2 separate regions of the Mus musculus genome follow, and region 1 is linked to region 2. The links are chromatin contacts, called in public HiChIP or PLAC-seq maps. All regions are on one chromosome and are shown on one strand. The core of a region is the stretch at or near the end of the contact, and the rest is flanking DNA. Distances in the headings are between cores, read along the strand shown.

Region 1 (3,402 bases), core at 628-3,127, 320 kb after region 2:
GGTGCAGCCCTTTCTCACACAGGCCTTGACAACAGGCTTGGATTTTAAACCCTGCTAATCACTGTGTGATCTTTGGCAAACAGCCAGCACTCCACACCTAATTTTTTATCCTTTGTAAAATGAGGATAACAAACCCAATATAATAGGACTTTTGAGAGTGTCAAATGAAAGTGCTTAGCCTGGGAAATGCTTATTGGATACAGGGTGTGAAGCCCCTTTTCCTGCGCAAGGAGGGGGATCTCAGAGGCTCAGCTCCCATTCTCCCCTGACTTAGTTTTGTTTAAGGAGAAAGCAGCCAGTCGATTGATTTCCCCACGGCCTGAGGTGTGGTCTGGAGTTGCAGAGCTTGCTCCCCAGCTCCTGTTGGCTGTCCTAGAGCTCTCCAGCCACAGCCCCTCAGTCTTCCAGGGTTCCTGAGAGAAGGAGTGACTTAAATCATACCCAAACACGAAACTCCTGCTGGATTTGCCCCGAGTCAGGGTTCCCTGCAGTCCCAGGGCAGTTTCTTTGCCCCTGCCTGCTTTTGTGAAAACTATGGGCCCACCCAGAGGAAGCACTCACGGGGGGGGGGGGGGCAGTCTGGTGGGGATACACTTGGGATGTGAGAGGCAGGGCTTCTGTATAAACATGCAGCAAGAGCTTTCTGTAACGTACAGACTGAGGGCTGGCTAGCGAGCATATTTGGCTCCCCTGTATCCTTGGCTGGGTTAACTTACTGTCCCTGTGGCTTCAGCTTAAATATCATGTCCTTTGCTGGCTTTCCTTCCCTATTGGTCTGTCATAGTACCCAGTCCCCTTTCTTTAGGACTTATAGCTGTGTAACTAACTGTATCTTCCTTCAGTAGATGCCTTCTCGAGTAGATGCCTTGTCAAGTAGACTGTAAGCTCCCTGAGGGGAGGGCTCTCTATTCTGTATTACCTGTCACGTTCTAGTCACTAACACCTTCGCTTCCCAGCTATTTCATTAAAAACAAAAGTTTTATTTTATCTGTATGTTTGCCTGCATGTATGTATGTGATTCTTACACACGATAGGAGCTCGCAGAGTCAGAACAGGGCTTGGGAACCCCTGGAGCTGGCGTTACAGGTGAGTGTGAGTGTGGAGAGTGTGGTTGCTAGGAACAAAGCATGTTCTGCAAGAGCAGCCAGCTTAGAACTGCAGAGCCAGCTCTCTACTCTGCTTCCCGTGTAAGAACAGGCTAGCTTTAACTTGTGATGCATCTGGGTGACCTTGAACTTCTGCTCTTTCTGCCTTTACCACTTGAGTGCTGAGATCACAGGTGTGTCCACTTCTTGCAGTTTTATGAGATGCTGAGGATAGAACATGCTCCATGCGTGTAGGCTTCATGCGTGTTAGGCAAGCACACTCCCAGATGAGGTACACCCTCAGCCTTAGGCACTTGATGTTTAATGAGGTGAGTGTGTGTATGTGTGTCTGTAGGGGTGTGTGTGTGTGTAGGGGTGGGTGTGGGTGTAGGGGTGGGTGTGGGTGTAGGTAGGAGTATGCGTGCCATGGCACACATGTGGAAGATCTCCTTGTTTACCTTGCACTTTTACATATGTTCCCGGTTAGCAGGCTATCGAAGCAAGTGCCTTATCTGCTGATCGATGTTTGGTGAGTGAATACATGAACTGACTTGGAGTTGGTGTGAGAGGGGTCCGAGGAGGTTTCTTAGGCAAAGTGGAGAGCCAGGCCTGGTGAAAAGTTGGGTGGCTGTGCTGGTTCCATCCTGCTGGTCAGGAAGTTCCTCCATACCCAGCTCCCTTTAGCTGCGATTTTTTTTTTTTCTGGCTTGGTTCTTGGTGGAGCCAGGACTACCTGGTCTCCACCCTGTAGAGAGTAACCCTGGCCTTCTTTCTAACTCTGTGATTCAGACAGTCATTTTCCACACCCTGCTGTCCCTACCCTCCGCCCGCTCTTCTTCCCCTGACTCAGCCTGGCACTCTGTGCTCAGTTCTTGGTTTTCTTTGTCGGCCTCTGAACACTTTAGAGCCTTCAGTAGGCCGCTGTCTGTCTGGGGTGGGGTAGGGTGGGGTAGGGGGTGCTCTTTTCATCTGGCCTCACCTTTCTGTCTCCAGTGGTGCCTGGGCCTTCTATGTTAGTAGGCAAGTGCTTTCCCACTGAACTACATCCCCAGCCCCTTTACTTCCTGTTTGAGACAGGGCCACAAGTTGCCCACACAGGCCATGAGTGTGTGTGCTCCGCCTGCCTCGATCTCCTGAGTAGCTGGGATGACAGGCGTGTGCCACCAGACGCAGCTGCTCATTTCTATAGTTTTTTTTTCTTACCCTTTCTTATGGCATCCTGTTGGACTTCTTGTATAACTAGAAGCAATATAGAGCTAAGATGGGCCACAGGTCTCTTCCTTGGCTCTGTGGACACCTGATTCAACAGTAGGAGGCTGGCAATGAGGAGTAATGATTTGTTTGTGCTGCGGCTGGAAATCGGCAGGGAGAAAGAAGCCTTGTTATTACCCAACCCCTGATTACTGCTGTAGTCCTCCTCCGTTACCCAACCCCTGATTACTGCTGTAGTCCTCCTCCGTTACTGCTGTAGTCCTCCTCTGTCAGCTTGGTAGCTGCCAGAGTGAATGGGCCGGTGTCTCCTGCCTGCTTCCTTCCTGCTTCTAGGCCTTCCCTTCCCCACTGGAACACAACCTTCTCCCTACCTCCCTCCCTCCCTCCCTCCCTCTCTTTCCCCTCCCCCCCTCTGTCTCCCTCTCTCCCTCTCTCTTCCTCCCCTTCTTTCTCTCCCCCCTTCCTCCCCCCTCTTTCTCTCCCTCTCTCTCCCCCCCTCCTTTCTCTTTCTCTTTCTCTCTCTCTCCTGCCTCTTAGTTCCACTCATTCTCTTTTTCTCCTAAGCTGCTCCTTTTCACTCTTGAATGCTAGAAACATCGACTGTCTTAGAAAACCACCTCTTGCCACAGATTCTCTGTTCTGTGGGGGTCGATTCTTACAGTGACTCATGCAAATTTGTAGCATGTTATGGACTTGAAGATGTTTTTCCATCTGTGAATTCTTGTGAGAAGAGATGGGGTGGCAGTGTGAGGTTAAAGGATGTGCCCAGCTATCATTGCATCCTGTGCTTCTGACTTCCTTTCTGCACCAGCTACAAAGGCTTGCCTTTCAGCATCTTCTTAACACTTCAGTACCTTCCAGGAAGCTGTTGTCTGAAGAGGGGAAGGGTTTTTACCTTCTGTCCTTCCCACTGAGCTACATTGCCAGCCCCTTCTTATTTGAGACAGGGTCACAAGTTGCTCACAAAGGCCGTGAGCATGTGTTCTTCCTGCCTCAGTTTCCTGAGTAGCTGGGATAGCAGGCATGTGCCACGTCACAGGGCTGCTCATTTCTTTAAATCTGTTCTCCAGAAAGTCTGAGCGTCATCTCTTCCTGCCCTCCTGAG
Region 2 (3,661 bases), core at 504-3,003:
ACTTGTTTTCTGACACATGCTCTCAGATCTCTCTCTCTCTCTCTCTCTCTCTCTCTCTCTCTCTCTCTCTCTCTCTCTCTCTCTCTCATATCTGTCTATCCATCCATCTATCTGAATGAAAGAATTTTTACTATGTAGGCCAGGCTGGCTTAGAACTCACAGAGATGCCTCTGCCTCCTCTGCCTCTGCCTCTGCCTCTGCCTCTGCCTCTGCCTCTGCCTCTGCCTCTGCCTCTGCCTCTGCCTCTGCCTCTGCCTCTGCCTCTGCCTCCTCTGCCCAGTGCTGAGACTAAAGGCATGCACCACCATGCTCAGCTCCTTTCCTTACTCTTTAATACCGAGAATTCAACATCACATTTTAAATCTGTCCTCTGACTGCTCTCCTCTACGGCACAAGAAGGAACAGTGCCTTCCCTTTGTCTAGAACCTTCAAAGCTAACCTCTCTTGGTCCAGACTCCAGTGCCTGCTGTCTGTGCCAGAAGCCAACTCCCACTCTCTCGTGACCTGTCTCTGCAACTTTTAACTTCTGGATCAAAGCTTTTCCCGCTGGGTTATACCCCGGGGATGTGGGCGAGCACGGCGACCCTTGCACTACTCCATAGCCAAGATGTTTCTTAAGACGTTTTCTAAACGTAACAATTCCATCCCTTTTCCTTCTCCCGTGCCAAACGCCTTGCCTTGCAGTCACTTTCTTTGTCTTTTTTTCTTTTCTTTTTGGATGATGTTTCTACTGTCTTTGCTGCGCTGCTTAGAGCTTGTGTATGACACAGGGCTATAATATAAGTTTCTTGAGGCATTTACTCATAAGAAATTACCATTACATTATTAGCCATGTAATTTTAAGTGTGTGATGATAGGACATGATTTCAAGGCAGATAATGTAACATTCACTTTTTTAATTAGTAAGTTGGATACAACACCTGTTTCCACTTGCAGGAAGGCCAGGACTTTCCTCTCGGAGTGTGGTCCTTGCTATCTGGTGTTTTCTGATGTGACAGGAGGAACTTTGTCCTGTGAAATCTAATAAGTCATTTCCCAATGCTTCCGAGATGCCTTGCGTGGGCCACAGCGACACAAACTCGAGCTTCCAAACTCCGGGTTCACACAATTTTGGACAAGGTCTCCAAGCAGGACTGCATGCTCCAGGCTGTGCCAAGGCTCTGTCCATCCTTAGTCTCCTGTACCCTTAGGCTTGGAGTTGAGTTCTGGTCAGGGAGGGTTGGTTCTCCTTTGAGATCATGGGTACTCTTTTCCTAATGCAGACCTCTCCTGAGACCTTCTCAGACTTTGAGAGAGAACTTAACACTGAACATGTAAAAGAACACCATTGGCTCCCTTCTTTCCTTTTCCTCTACCACCAACTCTGTATGACAGGAGTGTCAGAGTGGAGAAGGCACATGGAAAGGGGGGACCAGGAAGGAGGCCACTGTGTGCCTTTGAAGGATGTGCGAAGTGGGGGCAACCAAGTCTCAGAGAAGAAACCAGGAAGGTTTGTTCAGGATGGTTGGTTTTGATTATTTTAAAGAAACAAACCTGTTCTATACTGGTGTGTGTGTGTGTGTGTGTGTGTGTGTGCGCGCGTGCGTGCTTCCTGGAGCTTTCCTAGAGAGCAAGATTGGCTCACACCTTTAATTCCAGTAGTTAAGAGACAGAGACAGGCATGTCTCTGAGTTCAGTGCCAGCCTAGGCTGAATAGAACCTTATCTCAAAGAGAAAGGGTGTGTGTGGCCTGACTCATCTCAGAGAAATCTCTGCAGCTCTGTAGCTAGACATCTGATTCATCCTTTTTTTTCTTTTTTAATTGGTTGGTGTGTGTGTGTGTGTGTAGGCCAGAGATTGACACCAGGTAATCTCCTTAATTGTTTTCCACCTTATATGGGACCTGAAGAGATGTTGAATGTCTAACAGTGAAACGGTGGCCCCTGGGAGCTGGCATGCCCCAGTTTGACTTGATGTTGCTGGAATGGAACTCTGACCCAAAGCAGCTTGGGGAAGAAAGGCGTTTTTGTTTTTGTTTTTGGCTCATATCCACCATTGAGGGGAGTCAGGGCAGGAACTCACACAGGAGAAGAGGCAGGAAACTGAGCCTTCTTCCCACATCAAATCATCAATGAAGAAAATGCTCCAGAGGCAGGCAAAGCTCTATGAGTTTGAGGCCAGCCTGGTCTATAGCGTGAATTCCAGGACAGTCAGGAAAACCTCAGAGAAAACCTCTCTCGGAAGAAAAGAAAAGGAAAGGAAAGAAGAGAAGAGAAGAGAAGAGAAGAGAAGAGAAGAGAAGAGAAGAGTAAAGAAAAGAGCCTCAGAGAAATGCCCTCAGAGAAATCGCATGGAAGTCATTATTCAGCTGAAGTTCTCCTTCCCAGATGACTCTACTTTGTATCCTGTTGACAAAAACTAACCATCACTTAGAGGGGTTGGAAGAAAAGAGGCAATATTGGTCACAGTATACAAGACCTCACTTATGAGAATCAAGGACATAGCACAGTTCATAATAATGTATATACTAAATTTACTAAGAGAATTCAAGTATCCTCATATTGAATAAGTATTCTTTATAACTCCAGGTGATGGTGGCTCATGCCTTTAATTCCAGTACTTGGGAGGCAGAGGCAGGTGGATCTCTGTGAGTTCGAGGCCAGCCTGGTCAGCAGAGTAAATTCCAGCAGGGCTACACAAAAAAACTCTGTTTTGAACATAACCCCCCTCCCCCAGAAGTTTCCATTATAAAACAATCATAATAAATATAAATAATAGGTATATGGTAACTAGATGAGATGCAGTCATGTTAATTTTTTTAAAGATGTATTTATATCATGTATATGAACACACTGCCACTGTCTTCAGACACACCAGAAGAGGGCATCAGATGCCCATTACAGATGGTTGTGAGCCACCATGTGGTTACTGGGAATTGAACTCAGTACCTTTGGAAGCGAGTGGGAGAGCCTGAGTTGCTGGGGAAGTGAAGACCCTGTAGACCAGCACTTCTCAGCCTTCCTAATGCTGCAACCTTTTAATACAGTTCCTCGTGTTGTGGTGACCCCGAACCAAAGCATTATTTTTGTTGCTACGTCATAACTGTAGTTTTGCTATTGTTATGAATCATAATGTAAATACCTGTGTTTCCTGATGGTCTTAGGTGACCCCTGTGAGTGGCTCATTTGACCCACAAAGAGGTCTCGACCCACAGGCTGAGAACCCCTGGAGTAGAAGAAAAGAAAATTCTGAGAATGTGTGGAAGAACGGGTTCTCAGTGCTGCAATCTCATCAAAGGGGACAGGACACAAACATCAGACCTAACCCAAAGGCCATGGCCCCCCAAGGAGCACAGTATGTAAAAGTGTATGAAGGAATTAGACTTTTATGAGGCAGCACACATAGCAATTAGAAAACAATGTCTCACAGACTCCCAGAGCAGGACAGTAATAAAGGAAAGGTAGAAAACTGTGGCCCTAAGTAGCAGGGGACACCTCCTCCCTTGTGACTGGGATAAAAGAGGATACCCAAGAGCTGTGATAGGTAGGAAGTTATGGGCACGTGTAATCTATCTGGTGGCTTGTGGTTTTTTTTCTTTCTTTGTGTGAGATTGACAGGAAGGTAGTGACACCATGCCCAGCTACCCCTCTCAATACTTAAAATGGTCTGAACTATTCCTGTA

What was found. HiChIP or PLAC-seq counts read pairs in DNA pulled down with a chosen protein or histone mark.
Region 1: a contact with region 2 is called in an HNF4G HiChIP or PLAC-seq map of pancreatic cancer cells. The contact joins two enhancer-like sites. A contact is called at or near these places in 3 of 39 promoter capture datasets (embryonic stem cells, neural stem cells and neutrophils), 1 of 15 datasets of contacts at CTCF or cohesin (large pre-B cells) and 1 of 115 datasets of contacts at active chromatin or transcription factors (pancreatic cancer cells).

Annotation. Positions count from the first base shown.
Region 1 is chr11:70,577,979-70,581,380 of GRCm38.p6, forward strand. All of the region lies in intron 1 of Mink1 (misshapen-like kinase 1 (zebrafish)), which reads left to right. Among named protein-coding and RNA genes, the nearest start is that of Mink1, 17 kb to the left of the region's middle. Within about 2 kb of position 1,878, at least 120 of the 459 cell types and tissues checked have an H3K27ac peak or open chromatin away from gene starts, as enhancers often do. A contact at or near this core is called in pancreatic cancer cells, where this site is marked.
Region 2 is chr11:70,257,543-70,261,203 of GRCm38.p6, forward strand. The region is part of intron 2 of Gm40191 (a long non-coding RNA gene); the gene reads left to right. Among named protein-coding and RNA genes, the nearest start is that of Alox12, 4.0 kb to the left of the region's middle. Within about 2 kb of position 1,754, at least 21 of the 459 cell types and tissues checked have an H3K27ac peak or open chromatin away from gene starts, as enhancers often do. A contact at or near this core is called in pancreatic cancer cells, where this site is marked.